Regions from separate parts of the Arachis hypogaea genome. Here region 2 is linked to region 1. The links are chromatin contacts, called in public Hi-C maps. All regions are on one chromosome and are shown on one strand. The core of a region is the stretch at or near the end of the contact, and the rest is flanking DNA. Distances in the headings are between cores, read along the strand shown. Region 1 holds the start of LOC112775751 (methionine gamma-lyase). Region 2 holds the start of LOC112777646 (protein HLB1).

Region 1 (7,542 bases), core at 1,046-3,545:
GGTGGTGGATTGATGATAGCGGTCATGAGTTTTGTTGGGCCGGAGGCCAAAATTTAATTGTATATTGAGCCGGAGGCCACGACGGATGAGTTTGGGTTGATTGATCCCTTGGTATTTACATTGAATATTATGTCTACTTATAAAAATGGAATTTTTATGAAATTAAGATATGGGTGTTGGAATTTCAGATTTAATTACATGTCGATGTTTGAATAGATTCATAAGACAACGACGACTACTGAGCTTTTAAAACAGTTTTCGTTAAAAGTATCTTCTCATAACAATTTTTAAAACCCTCTACTGAGAACCCTTTCGAGGATGATGTTCTCAACCCCCTACAAATTTCCCTTTTTAGGATATAGACGTAGAAGTCATGAAGAGTTTACCTAGTTATTGTCACAACGTTTTGTATTGGTTTAGTTATTATTTATTATTTCCCTCGCCTTTATCTTTCACAATTTGTAAGAGGGATAGGATTTGTTTTATGTTAAGCTTGTAAGTTAATACTATGTATATGGTTATAAGTATATATTTATGTTTTGTTTTAAACGGTCTTTTGCAAAATACGATTTAAGTTTTAAACAGGCTCATATTTTAGTATTAAATATTTAAGAGTCGTCATAATACCCAAGCTATCAGAGTAGCGCAGCCGGAAGCGTGACATTTTGATAGTTAGGGTATTACAATCTGTGTATTAATTTTTTTTAGGGACTAAAATGTCCACTTTTAAAATCTTTAGGGACTAATTTAAATAATTATTCTAAAATTTAATTATTTTATGTTTTTTGGCTGCAATTAAAACTAGCATTTTAATATAAATTTATTTTAATATAATAAAATTTTTACTTATATTTATTAACTAATTTTAGTAAATAGAAAAGATTTATAATTTTTTATGTATTAGTATTTTCTATATTTATTTAAAATTTATTATATAAAGTCTAACAATATTCTTTTTTTATAGCATCTTTTAATTTTTGTTTAATAAAATTTAATAATTTATAAAAAAATGACATGTTCAATCAACACGACACGAGACAATGAACATATGAATTTTAAAGACATGGGAATCCGATACATATATAATATAAAGTATTTTTTATATAAATTATAATGATATTTTGATATTTTATTAATATTAAAATATAAATTAATTTTTTTATTATTTTAATATCTTTATTTAAGAGCAATGCTGTATAATCAATAAATATTATTATTTTTGGCCAGCATTTAGTCAGCAATCCCCAAGTAAGCGACCCGCAAAACAGTCAACAATAATTTGTTTTCATATTTACATATATTTTACATACAAGAAGTATATAATTTGTACTTATATTTACTAAGAGTTTTGCATACATGAATTAATACAATTTTATATTTAAATTTTTCAGAATTTACACATATAAATTAATAATTTTTTTATTAAAATAATTTAATATTTATGCTGAATAAATAATGGTTAAAAATATTAAAAATTGTTGACTCCAAAAATTTTTTTTATTTAATTATATAAAGTATTTAATTTTTTTTAATAAATAATAATATATATTATTTTTAAATTTATTTTAAAAATATATATTAAAAATAAAATTAAATATATTAAGATACAATGATATTTAAATATGTCAAAATGTATTTAGAGAATAAATTTTTATTTTCTATTAATATATGATTGAACATAAAAAAATAAACATACCTAAAATATGTTTAAAATTATTATACTTAATATATTTTATTATGTACTACTTTTGTACTCTCGTATATATAATTATAAACAAATACAATACAATACAATTTATTCACTTTCCTATGAGATGAGAATTTCCTAAGAGATGCGAAAGTGAATGTATTGTATTGTATTATATATATATATATATATATATATATATATATATATATATATAAAATACGCACCATGATATAAAACTCTTTTATTTCATTAATTTAAGACTTAATTTAGCCATTAAAATTATATTTGAACTTTAATTTAATTTTTAAAATTTTAATTATCTCAATTTAATTTTTAAACATTTTAATTGATTTTCTGATAAAAATCACCAAAAAAATTAACATAATTAAAATTTAAAAATTTAATTGAGACAATTAAAATTTTAAAAATTAAATTAAAAATTAAATATAATTTCAAAAATCAAATTAAATATTTTCTCTTTAACTCAGTATAGTAATTAATACGTTCAGTGGTTAGAAAAACAAAAAAAATTAATACATTCATACTATCTTGGAAAGAAACTTCCTCGTTAATAATTATTCATGGTCCAAACCATTATAAATACATATACATTGCACGCAAAACAAATCAAATTCGACTACTATTTGCACCTTTCCAACATCCAAGCCATATACACAGCTTAATTAAGTTTCCTTTTTTCTTCCTTCATCCCTTTAATACCCTGCGTTCCATCCTCCTCTTCTACAATAGCGAAGACAACACAACCAACCATGAGTGACACACTTTTCTTTGCAACAACCCCAAAACGCAGCCGTTCCGACGAAACTGGCAGCGGCGATGCCAAGAAATTGTCATCTGCTACCAACCGCCATGACCCAGCTGCTGCACTTGCGAGTGCGCGGCACGAGTTTGGAGAACACGGCGGGGTTAACATGTCGATCGAGGCTTCCGCCACGTTCACGGTGATGGAGCCAGAGACCATGCGGCGGATGTTCTCCGGAGAGCTTGGCCCCGACGGCGACTACTTTATTTACAGCCGCCACTTTAACCCGACGGTGCTCAACCTCAGCCGTCTCATGGCCGCCCTCGAGGGAACCGAAGCCGCCTACTGCACTGCCAGCGGCATGTCCGCCATCTCCGCCGTCCTCCTCCAGCTCTGCTCCAACGGCGGTCACATTGTTGCCTCCCGAGCACTCTACGGCGGCACTCACGCCCTCCTCCGCCACTTCCTCCCTAGGTATTAATTAATTAGCACTCCAAAACCATACAAATTCAAATTCAGCATAGAGAAAATCACGCTGGATCTTGGCGCACCATAACATTACTCCATTTATATTCCAACGTCGTATCTGAGTCTACTCTAACAAACTAATTTATTAAATTAATTAATTAATTAATTTTCAGTTGTAACTATTTTTTTAAACGGATTCTATTTGGTTGAAACTAACTTGTACTAGGGCGTGTAACATTACGACGAGTTTCGTGGATGTTGACGACGTGGAGATGGTGGAGAAGGCTATTGTGGAGGGGAAGACGAAGGTGCTGTACTTCGAGTCGGTGTCGAACCCAACGCTGAGGGTGGCGAACGTGCCGGAGCTGAGTAGGGTGGCGCACGGGAAAGGTGTGACGGTGGTGGTGGACAACACGTTCGCTCCGATGGTGCTGTCTCCGGCAAGACTGGGTGCTGACGTGGTGGTTCATAGTATCTCCAAGTTTATCAGTGGTGGGGCCGATATCATTGCAGGTTTGTGTTTGTTTCGGTCTTTTATCTTTTCGAATTTTTTTTTTAAAATTAAATTTTTTTTTTCATTTTTTATAGTATTAGAAAATAATTTTTTATTTAAATTAAATAAATAAAAAAATTTACAAAAATATATAAAATATAAAGTAATTATGTAAATGTACAATGAATATCCGAGATACTTGCACAATTTTTAAAGTGTATTGAAATATACATAAGTTTCAATTATCGTCTTAGTAACGGAGATGTGTATATAATTGAATTGTGGCTATGTTTGTTTGATTCTTATTTTTTTTATTTCATCTAATTGAATTCAAATAATTTTTAAATTTTAAAATTATAAAAATATTTAATTTAAAATTTAGATTACTATACTTTAAAATAATTAGTACCATAATATAAGAATATTTATTTTTATTAAATTAAATTATTAATTTAAATTTTAAATTTAATATTTTTATAATTTTATAATTTAAAATTATTTAAATTAAATTGAATAAAATAAAATGATAAAAATCAAACAAATATAGCATTAATTCGCCAATGAATAATAACTCAAATGGCATAATCTTCTCATACTCATCTAAGAGGTTGCGGATTCAATCCTTCGTATCTTTGGTAAAAAAATATATATATAGCATCAATTCAATTATATACACTAAAACACCAATTAAAATTTCTCTGAGATAAGGAGATTCTTTAAAAATTTTGCACGTACCTTGGATCTTTAGTACTCATCTAATTTTTGTGATCAAGTCTGAGTACCTGATATTTATTTATTTTTTTTGAAACCTTCTTGGTATATTATGTAATTATGTTATATTTTATGTATTTTTATAAATTTTATATTTATTTAATTTAAATAAAAAAATTTATTATGTAATAAAAAATATGAGTTTTTAGGAAAAGTTAAAATTTCACTTGATAAATAAAAAAGATTTTAAATCTTTTAATGTAATAAAAAAGATACATTTATCAGCATGAACTATAAGATTAGATCAAACACGTCATTAGTACTTGAATCTCCAAAATAATGGTATATAATTCCTCAGGGCATCATAGAATTAGTGACAGATCCAAAATATTTAAGTCGTGAAGAAAGATAATGTGGAGGTATAATTAGAAAAATCTTGGGGTGCATTACTTAAAAATACTACAAACAAAAAGTTTCAATAAAAAATGTGAATTAAATATTTAATTGCATAAAATACTAAAATAATATTTTAAAATTTATATTATTGATAAAAATAATTTTAAAATATATTAAGACAAATATAATTTTAAAAAATACGATCAAAAGTATAATTAAGTGCTTATTTATCATGTGATATACATTAAAATTTTATTATTTATTATTTAGTTACTATTTTATTAATTTATCTTATTTATTATTGTTTAAGATTTCATGCATTGAATGTATTGGAAACAATTTTTTTTTTCACTCACGGGTGTCCCTGTAATATTTAACAAAATCTTTAAAAGAATGATACATATTATAACTTAATAACTTTGTAGTCAATATAAATAAAATTAATTAATTAAACATATTATTTTTTATTTTTTTATTCTCTTAAAGATAGTGGATTCAAATTTTATTATTTAGATACTAGTTTAATAATTTTATCTTATTTATTATTGTTTAAGATTTCATGCATTGAATGTATTGAAAAAAAAAATCTTTTCACTCTCTTAGGGCTGTCTCTATAGCATTTAACAAAATCCTAAAATGAATGATACATATTATAACATGATTAATAATTTTGTAGTCAATATAAATAAAATTAATTAATTAAACATTTTTTTATTTTCTTAAAGATGGTGGAGTCAAATTTAATAAATAATAGAGAAAAATTGTAAAACATATTTATAAAATAAAAGATTTTAATGCATTAGGTGAAGTAATTAATTAGTTTTTTTTTTAATAATAAGTGAATACAAAAGCCACCATCCCTTACATTAATGAGTAAAAGGTCAATGATATAACTATATTTATAATTTTAAAAAACACTTTTAATTTTTTATTTCTAAAAATTGTTTTATTAAATATTTGTACTTGAAAGAAAAGTAATAATTTCAAAATTAAATATAATTTTTCTCAATATTTGTATGAACGGTCCTGTAAGATAATGTTTTAACAAAGATCACAACAAGCACGTGAGTCCTTTTGTCTAAAATGGTGGATGATTGGGGGCCACAAGCCGTGCGAATATGCGATTGATTCATTCCCCTTTCCCCATGATAATCTAGTTTTTAATTACATAAATCAAAGCAGATTTGATATTTGTAGTGACTACTTTTCTTGGCTATGTAGTCTGTCCGCATATTGTTACTATAATCTTTCTTTGTTGGAGAACATGCTCTATAGGACAATTATTAAATTAAAGTTAAATCAAGTAAATGGGACTCCTTTATCTTTGGATACATCCACGACTACGCTCTTACTCACTCACTATTCCAGCTCATATAGTATACCACTGTATCTTATCTACACATCAATCTGCAGATCCAAATAAGTTGGGTGTCCCACACATTACTATTAATTAATATAAAAAGATTTGTGGTTAGCTATTAAAACTTTTACAAATTACCCAACTTTAGGTATTTGGTAGTTATCATCATCATCTTTATTAAAGACATGAAACCTTAACGGACAGCGATAGTCCCCACTTCTGCGAGATATCAATTACAACGACAGTAGTAAGATACAATATTTTTGAGGATATATTTATTTATTTATTTATTTTAATTTTATTATAATTTTAATGACTAATTTTTCAATAAATTTAAGATAAATTCAGTAATAATTTTACATAAATAAAACTTAAAACACAAACGAACCAAAAATATATTTGATACAAAATAAAAATTTTAAAGACAAAATTAAAATAATATAAAATTTAAAAATATACTTTATCTTAAAAAAGGAAACAATGATGCTAGTAGTCCAAAATAATGAAAAAAGATATTTTAAAATGGTAATATTAATAAAGTGATATTTTAATTATCGTTAAATTTGTAATATTTATTATTTGTGAGCCTTAATATTTTAATCCAAAGATGATTAGTGGTATATTTTTTTCTAAAGTAACAATATAATTTTAGAAGAGTTAGATCCTAAAATAATATATCTTTTAATATTTTTTTTTACTTAATTAATCATATTTTTAAGAAAAATAATAATTGTATTTCAAATTCATAGTTTTCTACACGAAAGAAAAATACAATAAATTTATGCATTTTAGATTTACAAAAGTATAATAAAAGTATTATTTATTTATTTATTATTAACGACATAGATGTTTAATATTTAGTACTCCCTCGAAAAAAAAAACAAAAAAAAATCAAAATCAAACAAACATTAGTCTCATGCTTAATTATGGAAAAGTTTAGGGCCAACAACTTTGTTAAATTTTGACCAGTATATAATTAGTAAAAAAAAAGTGAGCCATTGAATAAAATCTTACACTAATCTCACACTATTAAAATTATCTTGATGACTATTTGATGGCTACAAATCACAAAAATTACTGACCCTATCATTCCTCCTTAATTATTAAAGTGAGTGCACAATTTACACACGACCTCGACTAAGCCACCTTTGGACACATGTGATCACCGTTCGTACTACCACGTGAACGATCTTTGTCTTTTCCTTCTGTGTCTATATCACTTCTTTCATTCTCCATAATACACGTGTTTAGGTTGTCGAAAAATGTAGAAGAACATGTCATTTCCACGTAGTCCTGTCACGTTATATTTTTTATCTAATAAAATTGTAATGAAATAAATAATCAATAAACAACTAGAATGATATTTAAAAAATTAATATTATATATTTTTGTTTTTAAAAAATTTTAAAAATATTGAAAATTTATTGTCTTCATTAGGTAAATTGATTTTTTTATCGTTTTAATTAAATTTAATATATATTAGATAAATAAATTCTGTAAATTTTATTACAAAATAATTAAATTTTACAAAATATTATAATATGATAAATAATTCTTTTTAAAATAATATAAAGACTAATTTGTCAATTAATTATACTTCAAATAGTATAGCTTTTTTATATTTACTTTGAGGACTAATTACTATTTATGCTAAAAATAAT
Region 2 (6,650 bases), core at 3,575-6,074, 320 kb before region 1:
GCGGATCCCCCAGTTCTTAAGGTGTCCTCGGCTAAACCATACTGCAAAGATAGAAAAAAAGGAAAGTGAATTCTATACTCATAATACTGTTACATGCACACAAAGTAAAACAAAGCACAATTGCACGATATATAAGTAAAATGGAGAAGCATTATGACCAGAACAGTTCCGAGATTGTAAATTGCCCGATGGAAATCAAATTGTAATTGAATAGCTGCACGGAACTGCATTGAAGAATATTGGAAAGTTAAAAAGTGGAAGAGAGAATAAGTTATATGCTAAAGGACATAGTAAATGTAAAGCACTGGTTTGCAAATTCTATCTGGTATGCTCCTACAACTTTTGTACCTTGCTGATAGCAGTTCTTACAATCTTTTGCTTTTCTCGAACTGGAACAATGGCACTAAGTTCCTATATTGGGGAAAAAAAAAATCCAAAGCACAAAGAAAATAAGTTAGAACTCCAATACAGAAAAAATATAATTCATATATCAAGATTGATAGCAATGTCTTGTTTTATTTAATTAAGTTCATTTTATCAAAGAAATAAAATGAGGAAAGCCTGGGTGGTTATTTACTATAGAATAATAAATTTTAGTGACATAGTTACACAATCAGTGATATAATGTAATGACTATTACTTAACAAAATAAAGAAACAGTAGAATAAGCTAATTATGAAATAAGACTCTGGTTTAATATATCTGGAGTGTGCTACGTGTATGTACGGATAACCTTCTTAGCTAAGGATTAATAAAAGATGTGACTCCCCTAAATTTACTTAAATTGATAACTAGCAGCACTTGAAGATGAGATTTGTTTACGAGTCAAGAAGTGCTTTTGGCATAAACAAGGCCTTTCAGGAGAAATTCAAGTGTTCGGCTCCCAGGAAGGTGAAAACAGTTTCTTTAATATCTTTTCCAAGAAGCTCAAGTTTTTTGCTTCAACAAAAGTTCTACTATAAATCATTGCCCCAGAAGCACTACCCAAAAATGCAGTAAGAAGCATGCAATCTTAATACAGACTCATTGCTTTCTTATGCCTTTTGTATGAAATAAAAAAGTTTGCATACAAGTAAATCAAATATACCTGAAGGGCAAGTCCCCAGTTGTTAAGTGCCTGAAATAGATTTCAAGAGAGTCAATAACAACTAGTAGGATGTCAGTATGCAAATGAGAATTCTTGAAAAGAAATTTAGAAGTTGCAGGAATCAAACAAATACAGGATAAGGAAAGGAAACCTTTTTTATATAAAATACAATTAAAAATAAATATTTGTTTAAGGAAGCATGTAAAAAATAACTTTTTTGAAATGGTTTAACTCAACGAGAAATCACAGTACAAAGGGACAAAGTTTTAGAAATAATGAAATGAACCTGAGGGCTGTTCCAGTTGAGCTGGACTGCTTTTTCGTAGTTCCGTGTTGCCTGGGAAATGCAAATTTCAATTTTACAATAATCATGATGTGTGATGCTAAGCCTCTATATCAACTAACAGTTAACAAGACAACTATAAATTCAAATGTGAAAAATTAGTCCATTTATTTTCACTATGAATTCTGAATCCAGCATTATGCAGTATCCATCAACAAATTTACAATCTACAAGAGCAAGAGCTGCCAAGAACCATATTTTTGCTGACCTGTTTCCATAGTTCTTCAGCTTCCTTTGTGCGACCACGCATTTTTGCCCGATCAGAGATTGCTATAGCCCAATTGTAGAAAGCCTAAAGTTTGATAGAGGGAAAAAATTGTAAATTATAGACACTCATTTTGTTCACAGTATTATAATTACAGTATCCAATTACAAGCATACTTATTTGCAAAGAGGCACATATTTGGGTTTTCCTATCACATCAATAGACACATGACGAGGACAACTCGAGCATCACTACATTTAAGTCAGCATTCATCGTGCAAATGGATTAGCTACATGGCTACTGCCTCCAACATAGGGATAATGCTAGTTGTGAAAGCATGCCTAGTAACGCAATGTACATAGGGAATTGTGGACTGATAGAACCCAGAAAAAGGAATGCAATGGAAAAAAGAAATGGTAATGTACCAACAGTGCAATGCATTTTACTTTTCTTTTAACAAGGGTCACGGCTCAGAGGATGATAGTAAACACAGATCCAGCGGTCTAGCAAGACATGTTTTTATTGAGATGCAAAGTCTTCACTCACTACAGGCCGACTAGTTCATCCCACATAATTAACTAACCTAATAGGACAGAAGCTTATTTAATAAATGAGCCGAGCTTGAGAATTCTACTGTTAGGCCAAGTTGTTAATAGGCAATATCTGAATAAAATATTCGAAGTAAATTTAATTATATAAGCATGATATTTTGTAACCTTCACATATATGTCGTGTGTGTTATTTGAATATTATCGTGGCCAGACTAATTTATGTACAAAGTATCATCTATGGGTCAGGCTCATTAGGTTCAACTACTCCAGTTCAGATCTACCATCTATTAATCTCACTTACACCCTTACCCAGATCCTAGGTAAAAATTGACACAAATTCACAAAATATTCAATAGAATAACAGGCATTCAATTATGGCATGTTATTTAGAATGGAAATTGAAAGGGAGCCTTGGAATAACAGGACAATAGTCGTGTGACCTCAAGATAACATGTCCAAGCAGTGGAATCAGCCAAAATGCTATATAGTGAAAGTTATTGAGTACCAAGCCTATGTTATTAATATTAGCTTCCCCCCCCCCCCCCCCCCCCAAAAAAAAAAAGTTATTTTTCTCTTCCTGGGCACCACCCAAATAAAAAGTCATTTCATAGGATAAGGATACCCTTACATACATCATGTAGTGTGGGGCAAAGGCGAGTGGCCTCATCATACTTTTTACAAGCTTCCTCAAGTAAAGCATCTTTGGAAGGTGAAGTGGAATCTGGACTAACATTATCTGCACTTTCCTGCATGACAACGTAACAAAGATTGAGAGGACAGTTTAGGAAATAAAGCTCACATCTGCTGGCACTTGGAAAAATGGTAATCGATATCCATTTATTTCTAACATACAACACATATGAAGCTGCAATTGCAATCCCATTTCATGAGGATATGCAAAATGCATATTTCAATCAGATTAAAGCATGGAATGTCAATGCACACTTATATACCATTGTAATGTGATAGAATAATTTGTACTGAATACTTCAATCACATTGAAAGCATATAATCTAACCTAAAATGAAGAGTAAAATTAAAATCAAGCCAAGAACAAAACAGAAATTCAATAAGTGATTCAAAAAACAGCTGACTTTGATTTTACAACAACAATAAATCAAGACAGCTGTTCAGACCTGAAGCACCAATGCCCAATTGTATAGTGCATCATAATCATCTGGATTCCTCTCAATTGCAGTAGCATACCTACAAAGTTCATGTAAGAAATTACAAGCTCATAAAGGTTTCCACAAGAAACATATAAAAATTGCACCCTATGGCCATGGAGCTCCAAAAATTCTCAAAAAACGACAATGCAGGGTCCAAGTTTTGATAGAATTTCCCAATGTGACATTTTTTCATTGTATAGACGGGCAAGGTGACAATACCTCCTGGCAGCAAATGTGAGAATCCGTTGCCGCGATCGGCCCTCCTCGTCAGCACCTACAACACTGTTTATCAACTCCATTGCAGCGTTGTTCTGCTGTGTTTGCTGCTGCTGCTGCTGTTGACTCTGATGACTGCAAAATTCCCAAATCATGCATTACAGATCACATTACATGTTGCGCAAGGTGAAACCACTCCCAAATTCAAACCCATTTCTATCATTCAGATTTACCACAACAATATATGAATAATAATTCAAATAACTACAAGCAGTTAGTGTAGGAGCTAAATATGAGTAAATGCTCAAAAACTTCTCCTTCACGTATTTTCTATTTTGAACATCATATGTAGTTCTTCAACGTTGAAAATGTACGTATTTTCAAGTACTAATTCACGGTCGACAATTTTCAATCAAACATTCATCACTGCGAAATCGCTAAACAAATCGTAATTTACTCCATTTTCTCGATTTCTAATGTTCAGCGAGAGAGAGAGAGAGAGAGAGAGAGAGAACTAACGTGCGGGGAGAATTGGAATCTTCTTTGTCAGGTTCGGACTCGTTCTTCAATCCGTTAAGCAATTCCCTCATGGTGAAGGTTCGGTTCCCTTCGTCTTTCCGAAGCTGAGGTTGCGCCGGAGGGTTGGCATCCACCGTGTGGTTGGAACGGATCGCGGTTTCACTGAGATCTGCATCATTGTTAACAGCTGGATCAGCTTCGGATCTAGGTTCCGGCTCTGATCGCGCCTGTGCTGCAGGTACAGGAACAGGCTCAGGATTCGATTGTGGCTCTGGCTGAGGGTTGGGATTTTGGTCCGTTAGTGATTGGGGATTAGGCTCGGGTTGGACTCCGTTGTGGGATTCTTCTGGTTCGGGCATTTTGGGGTTTAAGCGAAGAGCTTTTCCGTGTGATCGCAGTCACAGGCACAGTTGAAGAACAGAGAGGGAAAGAGATAGGGGATTGGTGTGGTCAGAAGCAGAGGTTAGTGACAATGGAGAACGAATAAACACAAGACTGAGGAGGACGACAATATTTTAACTTTTATCTAATCTATGTTATTTTCCCTCGAAGTTAGATGAGGTGTATGGTAAAATTAGCTATTATATTTTACGTTATACAGACATAATTTTAAAAATTGAAAAATTAATTCCTTTTTACTCTCGTACATGTACTAAAAGTTTACATGCACCAAAACCACCGTCTCCTCCACTCTTAATTATGAATTTATGATTTGTTTACTCACATTTGCTATCTCTTTGTTATCTGTCTTTTCTACTTTTATATTTCGACCACATTATCTTTTGTATTTTGGTGAGTTTTTCTCTTTTTTCTTGCTTGATGTCCACTTTTTTTTTTTTTTTCTAATTCTTGATTTCAACTCTGATTTAGAGATTTTGGAGTTTAATTCTTCTCTGCTTTCCCTACTTTTACCTTTCGGTGACATTAACTTTTGCTTTTTGGTGAATTTCTTCTCCTTCTTCTTGCTTAATTTTGCTGCTTTTTTTCTCTCAAATTCTCGATTTCATATATGAGTTAGGAATTTTGGAATTTGATTATCGTTATGAGCCTGTTTGATTATAGCATAGGTTTCAGATTTGATTCAAATTTATGTTTGATTGTAGTTGGGTACAGACTCTAATTCTTTGAAAATATTTGGACCAAACTAACTATGAGTTTTCCCTGTTCAACATTGGGTAATAGAGTAACTTCACAGCAGACAATTACTGAAGAATGGGGTCCATATTAGAAAAGAGATCTTCTACTGTAAGGACTACTTCTAATTGGATTTATCGCTAATAAAAATGTTTACAATAACCGTAATTGCATTAGGTAAAATATATTGGACCTGGGCCCAAAGTTAGATTCACAGTTGGACCTGTTTCTGTAGTAGCCGTTGTTGGAACTCTTTGGACAAAAACTGAAAACCCTAGCCTAACCTCAATGTTTTTGTTTATTTTATATTTTTTAAGAAAATAAATAAAAAATTCAAAAAATATATTTTGAAAGGTTAAAAAATTAAAAAATCAACATTTTCATGTGTTATATATAATATTTTAAAGTATATGTCAAAGGATAATTTTGTGAACATATAATATTTTGAATAAGATGCACGTTTACAAATATTTGCATAAAAATTATATTATATAATAATATATTTTTAACAAAATTAACTATTAGATTGTTTTTTATTTTTTAACTAATAATTTAATTATTTTCAAATAATATACTATTACATTTTGTAATTACAAATAATACTGCATGATAATTAATTTTAATAAATAAAAATATTTTTATATGTATTTATATACTTTATATTTATTTATTTTTAAAAAAGATTGCACTTGCTATTTTAAAATAATATATATTAAAAAATATTTATATATTTATACATTAATATATTCTATATTTATAAAATCTATCAATACTCTCTTTTTATAATATTTTTTTATTTTTATTTAATAAAGTCTAATTATTCACAAAAAGTAACGCATCCAATATGCATAAAATTACTGAGCTCGTTTTACTTCTCATATTCAAAGACATTTGACGTCTCTTAACAACAATAAATACTCTCATTTAACTTGTTAAATTTTAAATATATCTTTTAGTCTCTATATTTATTTTAAACCAAACATAATATCAAGACATCTACTCAGTTTAACATATTTTACACCAAACACAATATATAAACTTAATCTAGTCTTTACTTTCAATCTTTATTATTAACAATTATTAATATAAACTTAGATTTAATAATTTTAATATATTATTATAATAAAAAATCACATTTTTAAACATTATATGTATTGATAAATAATTTAAATCAAATATATAAAATTTTAATACTTATAATATTTATAAAATGCAATACAAAATAAAATAATGCACACTTTAAGATTAAATATACGCCCCACAACAAAATCTGGACCCGCCCGTCTTAGCCAAGAAAATATTTATAAAATAAAATAAAATTCTACTCATTAAAACCCTTCAAATTAACACTAAGTGCAAAGAGTCTAATATTTTCTATAATCTACTGTGTGCAGCAGGTCTACATCAGAGAATCACTCTACTCAGT

What was found. A called contact is a pair of places that touch in the nucleus more often than the background predicts.
Region 2: a contact with region 1 is called in a Hi-C map of leaf, with 3 times the contacts expected there. The contact joins the promoter of LOC112777646 here to the promoter of LOC112775751 in region 1. A contact is called at or near these places in 3 of 8 Hi-C or Micro-C datasets (leaf and an unstated tissue).

The regions. Positions count from the first base shown.
Region 1 is chr19:98,857,553-98,865,094 of arahy.Tifrunner.gnm2.J5K5, reverse strand. It overlaps LOC112775751 (methionine gamma-lyase), which reads left to right and starts at 2,295. Exons shown (of 3, transcript XM_025819585.3): 1 at 2,295-2,927; 2 at 3,148-3,434. The coding sequence starts at 2,461.
Region 2 is chr19:99,176,425-99,183,074 of arahy.Tifrunner.gnm2.J5K5, reverse strand. It overlaps LOC112777646 (protein HLB1), which reads right to left and starts at 4,824. Exons shown (of 14, transcript XM_025822030.3): 1 at 4,091-4,824; 2 at 3,575-3,706; 3 at 3,323-3,392; 4 at 2,819-2,932; 5 at 1,639-1,722; 6 at 1,374-1,424; 7 at 1,088-1,117; 8 at 349-411; 9 at 159-224; 10 at 1-41. The coding sequence starts at 4,449.